2 separate regions of the Mus musculus genome follow, and region 1 is linked to region 2. The links are chromatin contacts, called in public HiChIP or PLAC-seq maps. All regions are on one chromosome and are shown on one strand. Each heading gives the region's core, a stretch centred on a gene start, on an enhancer-like site or on the middle of the called end of the contact. The rest is flanking DNA. Distances are from core to core; before and after follow the strand shown.

Evidence for each region. HiChIP or PLAC-seq counts read pairs in DNA pulled down with a chosen protein or histone mark.
Region 1: an H3K27ac HiChIP or PLAC-seq map of embryonic stem cells shows a contact between it and region 2, with 6 read pairs. The contact joins the enhancer-like site here to the promoter of Slc2a4 in region 2. A contact is called at or near these places in 19 of 39 promoter capture datasets (the 3T3-L1 cell line, the C10 cell line, the HPC-7 cell line and 13 more), 3 of 484 Hi-C or Micro-C datasets (the G1E-ER4 cell line, bone marrow-derived macrophages and pancreatic cancer cells), 11 of 115 datasets of contacts at active chromatin or transcription factors (the HPC-7 cell line, T-cell acute lymphoblastic leukemia, craniofacial prominence and 8 more) and 3 of 9 other capture datasets (adipose tissue, liver and macrophages).

Annotation. Positions count from the first base shown.
Region 1 is chr11:69,704,055-69,711,621 of GRCm38.p6, forward strand. No RefSeq gene overlaps it. Among named protein-coding and RNA genes, the nearest start is that of Tnfsfm13, 12 kb to the left of the region's middle. Within about 2 kb of position 4,102, at least 49 of the 459 cell types and tissues checked have an H3K27ac peak or open chromatin away from gene starts, as enhancers often do. A contact at or near this core is called in T-cell acute lymphoblastic leukemia, embryonic stem cells, hippocampal neurons and 2 more, where this site is marked.
Region 2 is chr11:69,943,138-69,949,744 of GRCm38.p6, forward strand. It overlaps Slc2a4 (solute carrier family 2 (facilitated glucose transporter), member 4), which reads right to left and starts at 5,053. Exons shown (of 11, transcript NM_009204.2): 1 at 4,812-5,053; 2 at 3,431-3,547; 3 at 3,149-3,321; 4 at 2,932-3,056; 5 at 2,701-2,816; 6 at 2,426-2,588; 7 at 2,132-2,319; 8 at 1,865-1,969; 9 at 1,650-1,751; 10 at 922-1,125; 11 at 1-435. The coding sequence starts at 4,844. The coding sequence ends at 232.

The sequences.
Region 1 (7,567 bases), core at 2,852-5,351, 240 kb before region 2:
GAACAAACTTCCTTAGTATCTTCTGACAAGTTGGCTCACAGTGAGGCTGCTTTTGTTCCTTTAGATTCATCTTTTATACTGTATCTTTATATTTTGCATGACTGAGAACCCATAAATTCTGAACTTCTGTTTTGAGAGTTCTTTTCCATGGCCTTAAAGTGTGGTCCTGAAGGTCCCAGTCTGTAGCATTTTGCTGAGCATTAGCCACACCTTCCTGTCCCGGATGTCTCCAGTCTCTAATTATCATATTATCATGAAGTCATTAACTTTAACCCCATGACATTCCTTAGAGAAAGAATACAAACCATGTACATTTATTATACAAACAAGCCCAACGCCCACAGTAGCCATCCACAACCCAGGATTCTATAGACTGCCAGTCCTGTTCCAAGGGCAGGAACCGCATTCAGCCCCCACCGAGGCCACACCACCCGCCCCTCAGTTTCCTTCAGCTTCCACCTGGCCTGAGCAGTTGCTGGTTCCTGACTAGCCTCCACTTACTATTGACAGGCTGCCACAAGTTGTAAGCCACAGACTCATTATTCATGTGTATTTTAAAATGTATCAAGATGTATTAAATCATTATCCATTTTAATACTTGGATTTGTTTCAGTTTGTTTACTACAGAGCTTTCCTGTCTGCTAATCCGGTTCTGTCTCAGCCTCCCAAATGCTGAGGTTATGAGCATTCACCACAAAGTCGGCTTCTCTCAGCTCACCTGCATTCCTTCCCTCCCCTCCCCTCCCCTTCCCTTCCCTTCCCTCCCCTCCCCTTCTCTTCCCTTCCCTTCCCTCCCCACCCCTCTCCTCCCCTCCCCTTCCCTTCCCTCCCCTTCCCTTCCCTCCCCACCCCTTCCTTTCCCCTTCTCCTTCCCTTCCCTCCCTCCTTTCCTCTCCCTCTCTATCCCACTCAGAACCCTTCTCTTGAGGAACTCTGCTCCCTTTCTGGGGGAAGGGTGCCTAGGAACTATGGTCTAAGCACTGAATGTGCCTCGCTGTGTGCCTGTGTCTAGGCTCTGTGCAGACAGAGATGGGAGATGCAAATAGTGAACAGGTGTTGCCTGCAGCTTAGAGTTCTCATCTGTACAATGGTAAAAAAAGCTATATGCTTTCTGTACCCCACATTCTAGAAGTCTGAGTGGCTGTTTTCCACATCCAGTGACATTCAGTCTGTCATGGAGCTGGGCAGTGGTAGCTGCCCTCGATCCCAGGCAGTCCCCCCCTCTCCAAGAAATGACTGCACCCTACCTACCGTATAGATGTGATGTACACAGATGTGAGAAGGTTGGGCAGATCTAGCATCCTCACTTGGCCACTGTGAGGTTTTGGGATTTAAACCCATTGAGAGTTATCATAAAAAGTCATGGCACTTCTGATCTGGTCCGACACACCAACTGCTGCCTCACAGTGCTTCCCAAGGGGTCCTTGTCACCAGAGCTGTGTGTTTATCATTGCCCTGGTCAAGCTTGCTCTCTGGGGTCTGCCTCCCACACTTCACACAGCCATGTGCACGCTAATACTGTTAATCTTTTTTTTTTTAAGATTTATTTAGCTGGGCGTGGCAGCCCACGCCTTTAATCCCAGCACTCGGGAGGCAGAGGCAGGTGGATCTCTGAGTTCGAGGCCAGCCTGGTCTACAAAGTGAGTTCCAGGACAGCCAGGGCTATACAGAGAAACTCTGTCTCGAAAAAAAAAAAAAAAAAAAAAAAAAAGAAAAGAAAAGAAAAGAAAAAAAAAAGATTTATTTATTTATTATATGTGAGTACACTGTAGCTGTCTTCAGACATTCCAGAAGAGGGCATCAGCTCTTATTACAAATGGTTGTGAGCCACCATGTGGTTGCTGGGAATTGAACTCAGGACCTCTTAACTGCTGAGCTATCTCTCCAGCTCCAAGACTGTTTATCTTAAGGTCCATATCTCTCCTGGCCCAGCTTGTACATGGCACACAGTAAGACTTTTTTTTTTTTTTTTTGGTTTTTCGAGACAGAGTTTCTCTGTATAGCCCTGGCTGTCCTGGAACTCACTCTGTAGATGGCCTCGAACTCAGAAATCCGCCTGCCTCTGCCTCCTTAGTGCTGGGATTAAAGGCGTGCGCCACCACACCTGGCTTTTTTTTTTTTTTTTTTGAGGTTTTTTCCATTTCCAGAAACCAAACCCCACCACAGCCGGGCATGGTGGTGCACACCTTTAATCCCAGCACTAGGGAGGCAGAAGCAGGCGGATTTCTGAGTTCGAGGTCAGCCTGGTCTACAGAGTGAGTTCCAGGACAGCCAGGGCTATACAGAGAAACCCTGTCTCGAAAGAAACAAAAAACAAAAAAACAAAAAACAGAACAACGACAACAACAAAAAACCTGGTTCATGATAGGCAAGTGCTCTACTGCTGACATGTGCTGACTCTCTCTCTCTCTCTCTCTCTTTGTCCCTTTTCTTGCTTGTTTACTAAGAAGCACAGCATGGTACAAAGTATTTGCAGGGGGAAGCATGTTCAGGGTGGAGGCAGAGTGGCCAAGGTCAGCAGAAAGCAAAGTTTGATAATGTTGGCAAAGAGGACACCGGATTCAGCTGCCTCAGGACTGAAGACCACAGTCCAGGGGGGAAAGTTGGGTTTCCAGAAACAGAACCCCCTACCCATCTAAGACATGGGCCCCAGAATCAGTGTGAGCCTTACCAAGTCCACACCTGGACAAGGACACCGAACTAAAGTTCCCTCTGAGGAAGTCTTAGGTTGGTATAGCTCCCCACAGTCAGCCCTCTGTCTTCCTCCCTCTTCACCATTCAGTCTGTAGCTGCCCTCAGGTTAAGGCTGAGCCGGTCGGTCGTCCTTCCTAGCCAGCCTCAGCACCTGACTATGTTGGCAACCTGCTGTGTTGGCTCCGAGGCTAATGTGATTGGTCTGGCTTGGCTCCTGGCCCTTGGCACCTTCTTTGGGCTTGGCCCTGAGCTGCAACTTGACTCACTTCTGTTTTAGCTCTGATGTGTCACACCATCTGTCCTCCCTCCAAGCAAGAGAGCAGGCAGTAGGAGCCAACTGCCCTGCAAACTCAGGAACAGTTACCTGAAAGTGCTCCTTGGCAGTGTTAGGACTTTAATCCCAGCAGAGGGAGGCAGATGTCTGTGAGTTTGAGGTCAGTTCACAGAGTGAGTTCCTGGATAGCCAGGGCTACACAAAGAAACCCTGTCCCTAGATAAATAAATAAATAAATAAATAACTGCAACAAACCCCATGAACATCCTGAGTGGTGGACCAGCCAGCTGTTAACCCTTTGTGTAGCAGTGGGCTAGGCAATGAGGCGAGGCGCCTGCTTTGTTGATTAGCTTTCCTACAGTAAATCAGTCTTAAGGAAGCAAAGTTTGTTTCTATTTTAGAATTCAGAGGTTTTAATCCCTAGTATCTGGGCTCCTTCAGGCCATGGAAAGCAGAGCATCATGGGAGGAGGTAACTCCCGCCTGTTTTTAAATGGGAATCAGGATCCCCACAATCCCTTCAGGATTTTTCTCCCACAGGCCTTCTCTCCCACAGGCCTTCTCTCCCACAGGCCTCACCACCCACCTCCTAGTAGCACCGCACGCTGGGACAGATGTTTGGAAGGCATTTAAGATACAGACTATAGCACCTGGATTCTGCCCTCCACTGGCTTTTGGCGCTGGGAAGACTTCCTGTATGGGTCATTGTAGAGACCCTTTAATACACCCTCATGCTGTGGTGACCCCAACCATAACATCATCATCATCATCACTATTATTATTATTTTGGTTTTTCCAGACAGGGTTTCTCTGTATAGCCCTGGCTGTCTTGGAACTCACTCTGTAGACCAGGCTGGCCTCGAACTCAGAAATCTGCCTGCCTCTGCCTCCTGAGTGCTGGGACTAAAGGCGTGTGTCACCACTGCCCCTGGCTTGTTTTTGTTGTTGTTGTTTTAAGGTGAAGAATTATTTGTGTGTGGCCTTCCCAGCCTTGAGCAGACTGAACAGACCTCGAGTGCTGGCCACAATGGACCTTATCTACCTTAGTGGTGTCACCTGCCTTGGCTGTACGTGCCTTAGGTGGAGTCACCTGCCTGGGTTGCCTGTGTAATTCCCCACAGGAATTTAGAAGAATAGACTGCCCACAGACCTTGCTTTGCAACATAATCCAGCTGAAATGGAGGATGGGGTGTGTGGGCTTGCCCTATACAAAGGCAGTGCTGAATACTAAACTTGTAGCCTTGATCAGTACCTTGTTTTGGTTTCATTCTTCTCCCCCTAACCCCCCCCCTTTTTCATTTCCAGCCCCCCTTTCAGGTAAACCCAGCTTGGCCATGGCCACTGGATGCCTACATTTGTGGTACAAAAATACCAAATAAAACTCAGTGGAAACATGAGATCATTGGTTTTTGATGCAGACTGGCCTCAGACTGGTTATGTAGCTGAAGATGATGACGTGAACTCCTGTTCTTCCCAAATGCTGGGATCAAAGGCAAAAGCCGAAGCCACCCACCCATCCATCTACTTTGGACAGGGTTTCACTATGTAGCAGGTGAGACTGACCTCAGGCTCCCCAAAACCCCCTGCCTGAGCCCCCCAATTTCTGGTACTATACATGCGGCCTTTTTGTTTGTTTGGGTTATATGAAACCATTGAAGGGGCTCACTCTGAGACACATTGTGAAGTGAAAGAAGAAAAATGTTAATGTTTCCTGTGTGTAGGCACAGCTAGGTACTGGAAGGGGAATCTCCAGGAAGGAACAGCAGGGGACCACCGCCACCATCCCCCTTACACCTGCAGGCCTGTTGTAAATCAAGAGAAAAACTGTTGTTTGGTTTGCAAAGGAGGGAATTAACTAAATTCCACCCTTTCCCTTGAAATACTGGAAACTGAACATAAGACTTCCTCCATGTTGGTTGAGCTCTCTACCACTGAGCTACACAGCACTCTTTAAAGGTGTGTCTCTATCCCCTGCCTTGAGCCCAAGGGAACCCCACCATGCCCATGCTGCCTTTGGCTTCCTGGCCCAGTGATACCTTGAGGCCATCTGTTTCTGGCTTTGGACGCTCTCTCATTTATATTTTCCTGTTTTCTCTGTCCCAGGAGGCAAGACCTCTGACTTCCTGCACCAACAGATGCCCTCTTGCCAGAGCCTCTGAGGAAGAGTTTAAGGAGCAGTATTTAAAGGTGGAAGCACAGAGTAGTGACTCCTGCTGACTTTAGACCAAGTACTTAGGCCAAAAAGTTGTTTCTGTTTTGTTTGTTTAGCACAGCATGTATTTATGTTTTGGTTTGTTTTTGAAACAGTTTCACACTGTAGCCCAGGGTATCTAGGACTCACTACTGTAGCCTAGGCGGTGAGTGTTTGGTGACCTCTGGGAACACTGCTCCCAGGCTTGGAGTTTCAGATCTGGTGTGTAAGACTGGAATAGGCATCTCCAGTGACAACTGTGTGTCATCCAATCAGCAGCCCCATAATCTGATCCCACCACTCAGTGTTCTGCCCAGCCCTGCAGAAGGGGGACCTAGGCAAAAGCTGTGCCTGAGGCTGATCGCTGGCCATCACACAGGCAGGCCTGAAGGCCTTCATCTCTACCCAGAGCCCTGCATGGGACTGAGGTAGCAGAGCTTTTAGTTGGAAGGAATAGAAACCAACCCCGGGAGGTATCAGCAGGAAATGAGATGAAGAGCCATGCAGAGCTCCTAGAGTCTCTGGGAAGATTGTAGAATCAGATTAGAACATCGACCTGGGTGGAGAAAACCCGCAGTGAGGGCCACTGCTCTCTGCAGAGGCTATTCCCTCCCTAGTCTCCTGGCTGGGACAACTGCAGTCTCCTGCAGCACAACTGAAAGCAGATGCTCCCTGGAGCGGGTTCTGCTCTCAATCTGTTCCCTCACTCGTCAGAACAAAGACTGAACAGGCAGTAGTCCTCGTGCCTCAGACAGGGGCCTATTCCCCATCTGTAGCAAAGGATGCTGGGAAACTGAAACTCTGGCTCTGAGGCTTCCACAGAGAGTCAACCTTCTCTCAGCACGGTTAGTGCAGTGGATACTGTAGAGGTGGGAGCAGAGGTTGGGGTAAGGCTCCCAGTTCTTGAAGGAGTGAATTTAGTCAAGAAACATAGAGCCATGGAGCTGGCTGAGCAAGTAAAGGCCCTTGCTGTCAGGCTTGGTGATCCAAGCCCAGTTCCCAGGGCCCACATGGTAGAAATAGAGAACTGACTTCCAGGAGTTATCTTTGACCTCCATAAGTGTAATCTCCCACGCACAATGAATTAACATGTTTTTTAAAGAGAGAGACATACAGACATAGTTTAAGCAGAAGTTTACTTAGCAAAGCCATACACGCAAAGCTAAGCAATGCAAACACTCCAAAAAGAGATGAAGTCGCTGCCTTAACCCAGGGACTACAGCAGCCTAGTGGTGTCTGTGCTCTGGATTTTAAAGAAGTTTTATGAATATTTATAAAGCAGGTGCTATATTCATAGCATAGGGTGATCCTTTCTCTGTCCCAAATGATGGTGAATCCATCTCCCTTTTAGGGTATCTCCTCCCATGAGCCCTACAGAAAGGGGCTGGTGTCAAACTCGTGATGTAAATGACCCTCTGTCACTACGCATGTGTGATTCATGTGGACTGATGTGGGTTTTGGGGACTCACTGTTGTAGCTTCAGGCTGTCTAATCACAAGGGGGCCACTCCCAAGACACAGCAGGTCTCCTTGGCTGCTGCATATAACTCCTTGTCCAGGGTGGCCTGGGATGGTCTTCCTTCTGGAATCCGTGAGAGCTCTTTTAGAAGCAGTTCTTATCCACAGTCAGTCTGATTTCTTTTGTTATTGTTGTTGTTTTGTTTTGTTTTGAGACAGGGTTTTTCTGTGTAGCCCTGGCTGTCCTGCAACTCCCTCTGTAGACCAGGCTGGTTTCAAATTCAGAGATCTGGGGGCTGGAGAGATGGCTCAGCGGTTAAGAGCACTGACTGCTCTTCCAGAGATCCTGAGTTCAATTCCCAGCAACCACATGGTAACTCACAACCATCTGTAAGGGAATCCAATGCCCTCTTCTGGTGTGTCTGAAGACAGCGACAGTGTGCTCAAATTCAGAGATCCACCTGTCTGCCTCCAGAGAGCAGGAATTTTGTTTTGTTTTGTTTTAAGAGATAAAGCTTGCACCACTGCCCAGCACTTGAGTCAGTTTTAGTTGGACACACTAGATGAATCTGAGTAGGGGGTTTGTGCTCTGAGAATGTTGCCCTGAAGCAGGGCTGGGCCCAGGAGCCACTCAGAGCCTGTTGAAGCTGGTTTTGTTGTTTTTTCCTAGAGCCTTTTCCCAAGTCCTGACTCTTACCTGGTCGGGTTAGCTAACACAGAACCAGAAGCAGAAGCAAGCCACTTTTTTTCCTCCTCATTTCCAGTGTCTCTAGCTTCACAGTCTGAGTCTTAGAGAACCTGACCTAAGGTTGAACTCAAGTTAACTAACAGGCTGGTACCTAGCATCAGTTTCCAGGTTAGCCCCCAACAAGACCTGTGTCTACCAGTTTCCAGGTTACACTCCCCCCACAACAAAACTTGCATCTAGCACCAGTTTCCAGGTTATTCCCCA
Region 2 (6,607 bases), core at 3,803-6,302:
GACGGAGAAAGCCCATCTAGGTGGCCACAGCCTAGCCACACACATAAATAATCCAAAAGAATCACACAGGGGGAATGAGGGGTACATGGACCACCCCTCCCTTCAGCTTCCCAGTTCCCCAGGCTGCTGTTCCTTCAACCTGGAGGTAACAGGGAAGAGAGGGCTAAAGTGCTGTAGAGGAAAGGAGGGAGTCTGGGTGGAGAGGGTGGCTCTCCCACCCTGTTTTGCCCCTCAGTCATTCTCATCTGGCCCTAAGTATTCAAGTTCTGTACTGGGTTTCACCTCCTGCTCTAAAAGGGAAGGTGTCCGTCGGAAGGCAGCTGAGATCTGGTCAAACGTCCGGCCTCTGGTTTCAGGCACTTTTAGGAAGGTGAAGATGAAGAAGCCAAGCAGGAGGACGGCAAATAGAAGGAAGACGTAAGGACCCATAGCATCCTGGGACAGTTGGAGAAAGAAATGTTGACAGAGATGGGAAGCCAGGAACCAAAGACTAAGGAAACTGGGGCTATGTGAGGAGCAGGTTTGCTCCCTTAAGAGGCAGTGGCAATGACCAGAAATGAAAGCTTTCACTGAAAATCTCATTTAGCTTTTTTACCCTTTGCTCTCCTAAGTGTACAATTGGAGTAGATTTCTAAACCACTTATAGCATTAATAGAAAGTTTAAATTATACCACTGGTTTATTTTTTAGAAGACTTCTAAATCTAAGCTGCTGGATTTCCACCTATTTCCACCCATCTATTTCCGCCTGCCTCCCCCTTGATTGTGGTGAAGTAGTTCCACCAGACCTATCTTCCAGAGACCACCTACATGGCTGGGAGTCCCTGACCAGACAGTGAGGGAACTGGGGGGGGGGGGCCGGGAGGATTTGCCTTCCCTCTGGCCACGGATGTGGGAAACTGGGCAAAGGGTAGGGAACCTACCGCAACATACTGGAAACCCATGCCGACAATGAAGTTACAGGTCCAGTTGGAGAAACCAGCGACAGCCATGGCGGCTGGGCGGGGGCCCTGGCTGAAGAGCTCTGCCACAATGAACCAGGGAATGGGGCCAGGGCCAATCTCAAAGAAGGCCACAAAGCCAAATATGGCCACGATGGAGACATAGCTCATGGCTGGAACCCGTTCCTAGAGACCAGGAAGGAATAGCAGAAAATTTGGTTCTGGCCTTTCCCCTTGCCTTTGGCCCAGAGAACTGAAATCTTCCAGGGCTTAATCGGGTAGAAGCTACCATTCTAGGCTAAAGCAGGCCTAAAGCATCCCCCGTCCACTGCCCTTTTAGACAGTGTCACATGTTGCCCAGTTTGGCCTTGAACTTTCAAGGCCTCCACCTCAGCCTACCAAGTGCTGCACTGCCCCAGAGCGTTTCTGAGAGCTGCTGTCATTTTGTTGGCTACCTCTGGAAGTTTCAAGGTAGAATGTTCTGGTTTCTTGCTCCCTTGGCTCCGAAGTTGTGCTTTTGGGAATCATTGCTCCTGAGGTTTCATAGGAACTATTACATTATGCTAGGCCCCAGCGTGGCCAGGGTACCTCAGAAACATAGACCGTAGACTACAGCACCCACCCACGGTCCTGGCACAGCCAGCCACAGAGCCTCTTGGGGTTATCCCCATGGGTAAGATTGCTGTATTCTCAAAGTCCTGAGGCCTCACCAGCAGCAGCAGAGCCACGGTCATCAAGATGGCACAGCCACACATGCCGGCCAGGCCCAACAGATGGAGTGTCCGTCGTCCAGCTCGTTCTACTAAGAGCACCTGTGGGGGAGAGGGGGTTGTGTGTGCAGCGGTCAGTTGGTGACAAAGAGTAACCCCAGGGCACCCAGGGCTATGACACCAGTGGTGTGGCCATTCCACAGGCAAGCAGTTACCGAGACCAACGTGAAGACCGTATTGACCACACCAGCTCCTATGGTGGCGTAGGCTGGCTGTCCCACCCCAGCCGACTCGAAGATGCTGGTTGAATAGTAGAAAACCTAGAAGTGAGGGGGGACAGGAGAGGCAGAGCTAGGGATGTCTGCTCCTTTATTCTAACCACACCAAACCAGACTGAGCCTGAATGCTAATGGAGGCGGTGACTTGCTCCCTTTTCCCAAACTGGTACCTGACCCATGCTCTGCCTGGGCCTCTCTACGTACAGCATTGATGCCTGAGAGCTGTTGGCTCAGCTGCAGCACCACTGCGATGATCAGAGGCTGCCGGTGGGTGCGGCTGCCCAGGAGCTGGAGCAAGGACATTGGACGCTCTCTCTCCAACTTCCGTTTCTCATCCTTCAGCTCAGCTAGTGCGTCAGACACATCAGCCCAGCCGGTCAGGCGCTTTAGACCTGGGGGAGGGGAATGTCAGGCTTTAGGGAACCCGAGAGGAGGCCCGGTTACTAGCAAGATGGGGTGGAGGTATGAGCCTGGGCTAGATACAAGGTGAGGGCTCACTCTTTCGGGCAGGCCCCTCCAGGTTCCGGATGATGTAGAGGTATCTGGGGCTCTCAGGACAGAAGGGCAGCAGAATCAGCTGCAGGAGAGCAGGGAGTACTGTGAGAGCCAGAAGCAGTGGCCACAGGGTAGCTGTGCCCAGCATAGACTCCAAGCCCAGCACCTGTAGGAAAAGACAGGAAAGAGGAAAAGTGACTTTGCTCTTCCTTCCAGCCCAAATGCAGGCGTCCTCTCCAACTCCTACTCCAGCTCCCCACAAAGCCAGGTCTTTTTACCTGGGCAACCAGAATGCCAATGACGATGGCCAGTTGGTTGAGTGTTCCCAAGGCACCCCGAAGATGAGTGGGGGCGATTTCTCCCACATACATGGGCACCAGCCCTGATGTTAGCCCTGGGCAGAAGGAAGAAGAGAGAGCCGAGGATAGCTGCATATTCCATATAGAAGCTCATACACATACATTAAGGAGAGCAGAGGCACAGAGTAGAGCCATAGCACCTGTGGGTACCTGAGTAGGCGCCAATGAGGAACCGTCCAAGAATGAGTATCTCATAGGAGGCCGCGGCATTGGCTAGGCCCATGAGGGCGCCCCCCAACACGGCCAAGACATTGTTGGCCAGCATAGCCCTTTTCCTGGCAGGCACACAGAGAGGAGGGCTGGTCACGACACCCATGCTGTGGCCCTCCGTCCTACTCCTCCCCTCCTCTGCCCTCCAGCTCCATACCTTCCCAACCATTGAGAAATGATGCCAATGAGAAAGGAAGAGATCATGCCACCCACAGAGAAGATGGCCACGGAGAGAGCCCAGAGCGTAGTGAGGGTGCCTTGTGGGATGGAATCCGGTCCCCCAGGACCTTGCCTACCCAGCCACGTTGCATTGTAGCTCTGTTCAATCACCTGGTTGCGAGGGAGGGGGGGGAATATGGGAGTAACTCTAGAGACCTTTCTCTTTCCACTGCCTGATATACCCCGCCCACCACACCCCAACAGCTGGTAGGTCACTCACCTTCTGTGGGGCATTGATAACCCCAATGTTATAGCCAAACTGAAGGGAGCCAAGCACAGCTGAGAATACAGCTAGGACCAGTGTTCCAGTCACTCGCTGCCGAGGGGGTTCCCCATCCTGGACAGACAGAAACAAAGGAAGGTATGTCATGTAGAGTCATGTTTGACTTCCTTCAGGGGCCCAGGCCTAGCTGCAGCATGAAGATTCTGGGCTCCATCCAACATACTGGATGAGAGAAAGTGGGCCATATTAGGAATTGTACAAAGATCTCACTGTAAACAGAACGCCACAGGAACCTGGGCATGTAGGAAAAAACCGATCTCTGTGTCCACACCACAGGCAAAAGTTTGAGGATCTGGACCTCAAAATTCCCCTGTGACCTTGAGACAGACTCAAGACTTGTGTGACCTTGGGTAAGTCACTTCCCCACTCTAAACTGAACCTGGATTTCCTCTTCTGTCAGGTGATATTGCCTCCCTCGGCTACCTGTCAGTCTGTGAAAACACTTGAAAAATCAAAATCAACTATAACAGTATCCCAGACAGTGCCTGTTTTATAAACTAATATAAATAATGTTTTAACATCACCTCTAGCCCTTGTCTCTTCCTTCTGGAAGTTCTCTCAGCTTGCTCCAGTAGGCCGTAAACAGGCCCAAGAATGGCTAGTCCAGAAAGGGCGTCTGGGTCATTGCTTTGGGGTAGCCTTTTAGGTCTAGGCCTAGCCAACCCTCAGCTCCTAAACTGGGACCAAGTACTCGGGGATGTGAGGGGGGATTTTAGCAGGGAGAGAGAGCCATGCCCAGGGGAAGAGGAGGGATGGTAGTGAGTGGTGTGAGGGGCGGTGGCAGTGGTGGCTACTGCTGGCGGCACAGTCTGTCTCCAAGAGGAAACCTGAGCTGGGGGGGGGGGCTGACACTCCCCTCTGCCCCTCCACCCACCGCAAGGCCGAGAGAAAGTTCAGCCTCCTGGAAGACAGCCAGCAGTGGGGGTGGGGCCCCCGAAGTGCTCGGGTCCTAGAAACACCGTAAATCTGAACAGCTCCGGGAAGGGAAGGCGAGACTCTGGATCTACCATTCCAAATAGAGTCGTGGGCAGAGTGTCACCCCATGCAGTGCACAGTAGGCTAGGAGACAAGTTCTGGATTCCCGAGAATCCAGTCTCTCAGCCTGGGCGCGTAAAGAGTCTCTCGGACCCACTCTGTCTCTTGGCGGGATTGGAATTTGACAGTCACGGGTTGTCTAGGCTGAATATAAATAGCCAGCCCCCCATCTCCAACCCCTGCGCCTGCGCAAGAACCGCCTCCTAGCTGACCCCAACCCCAAACTCAGCCCAAGAAAAACTGGACCAGATTTCCCAATTCGCCCCGGTATGCTGAACCTTACGTCAGAGCCGATCTGCTGGAAACCCGACGGCATCTTGTTTTAAAAGAAGAAAAGACTCAGGCGCTGCAATAAGAAAAAAATGAATAGGGTATAGGGTCCGGGCCTGGCCGGCACGAGACCCCGGCGTTCGGAAGCCGTGTGCAAAGGGCGGGTCTGGTGGGACTCACTGCCACAACCCACGGAACCGGAGAGCACCAAGGCTCTCCGGGATCTAGTGAGACCCGCTTGAGGGGGAAAGATGCGGAGAGCTGAAGCCACCTCCCCACTCCCGCCCCGCCATAGGACACGCCCTTCACAACACCCATTGGCCAGGAGCCCGCACACCCCAAAAGGCCACGCCCCCACCCCTAGCCCTAGTGCTGGCTGGGGAGACACGCCCCTAAGGTTCCCGCCTGCTTCTGAGTTTTCAAAGTAGGGTCCTTGGAACAAAAGGCTCTTCCCGCCATCCAAAATCTTGGACTGCGAAATTTCTGAAAGAATTGAGTGCAGCTGGTCCCCCTGAAAGGTCGAAGAGGAGGGTATGGGCTACATGTACTTGCCAGGGTACGGGGTAACTCCAGCAGGATGACATAGAGCCCGCGTGTGTGTGTGTGTGTGTGTGTGTGTATGTGTGTATGCCCCGAAGTAACCCGGAGTGGCTATTTTTAGTTCCCACGTTAGGCTCCGCCAAATGTCAGGTCCCGGGTGTCCCAGCCTGTCCCAGGCGGGGGAGGGCAAAGGAGATGGAGCCTTAAAGGGTCCGCGACACGCTTCCCACGAGGAGATGATCCAAGGGACCAATAACTTCCGTTCCTAGTGTATCTGGAGACCATGCCTGATCGTCCTTTCTTTCCACGCATCTCTGGGCGGCGCGCTGCCTACTGGCCCATCCCCTCCACATAGTCTCTACACTGGTTCTTGGAGGGGACCCAAGGGACAGGTGCTCACGCCAGTCACACCACCCTCCCTGAAGTCCCTGAGCCTCCAGGCATGTGCTGGCCGCGTGGGCGACAAGCTTTCCAGAGTCAGCTACTGTTTTGGGTCTACAGCTGAGAGGGCACGACCTAAGCACGTCCAGGGAGAGAGCTGGCGAAGAATGTGGAGAGAGAGCTCAATTCAGAAAAAGGCCCAAGAGAAGTGCAAGGCTTCTGGCGCCACCTAGAGGGAGAGCGAGGAACCTTAGTGGATTGCACCAGGGTAGCTAACTTCTGGGGTGGCTCTCTTCTATTAACCCTTCCCCTGAGAGCTCAATAACCTACAACCCAGCCCTCTATGGAACGCCAGACCTGAGTCTAGCTGCCGCCAGAATGGTACCGTTTATATGACGAACACGTACAAGTATGGACCTCCTTCAAGTTCCTTTTCCCAAGGAGCTAACCAGTCACTTTCATGGTGTCTTCTCAATGTTGGTGTTTTGACTTCTCTTGCACATTGGTTTTCTTCATCCGTACCACTACCACTTTATTCTGGACTATCCTGTCATGACTGCTTTTCTTGCTTCTCCTCTTCCCTGAAGAGGAGGGTGGAGGGGCAAGAAAGATGGCTCAGCAGATAAAAGCATTGACTGCTCTTCCAGAATCAGGTTTGATTCCCAGCACACATGTGGAAGCTACAACCATCTGTAACTTCAGTTCCAGGGGCTCCAACACCCTTTTCTGGCTTCCACTGGCCCCAGGTACACATGTGGTACACAGACATATATGCAGGCAAAATGCCCATTCACATAAAAAATAATAATTAGGGGCTGGTGAGATGGCTCAGTGGGTAAGAGCATCTGACTGCTCTTCCAAAGGTCCAGAGTTCAAATCCCAGCAACC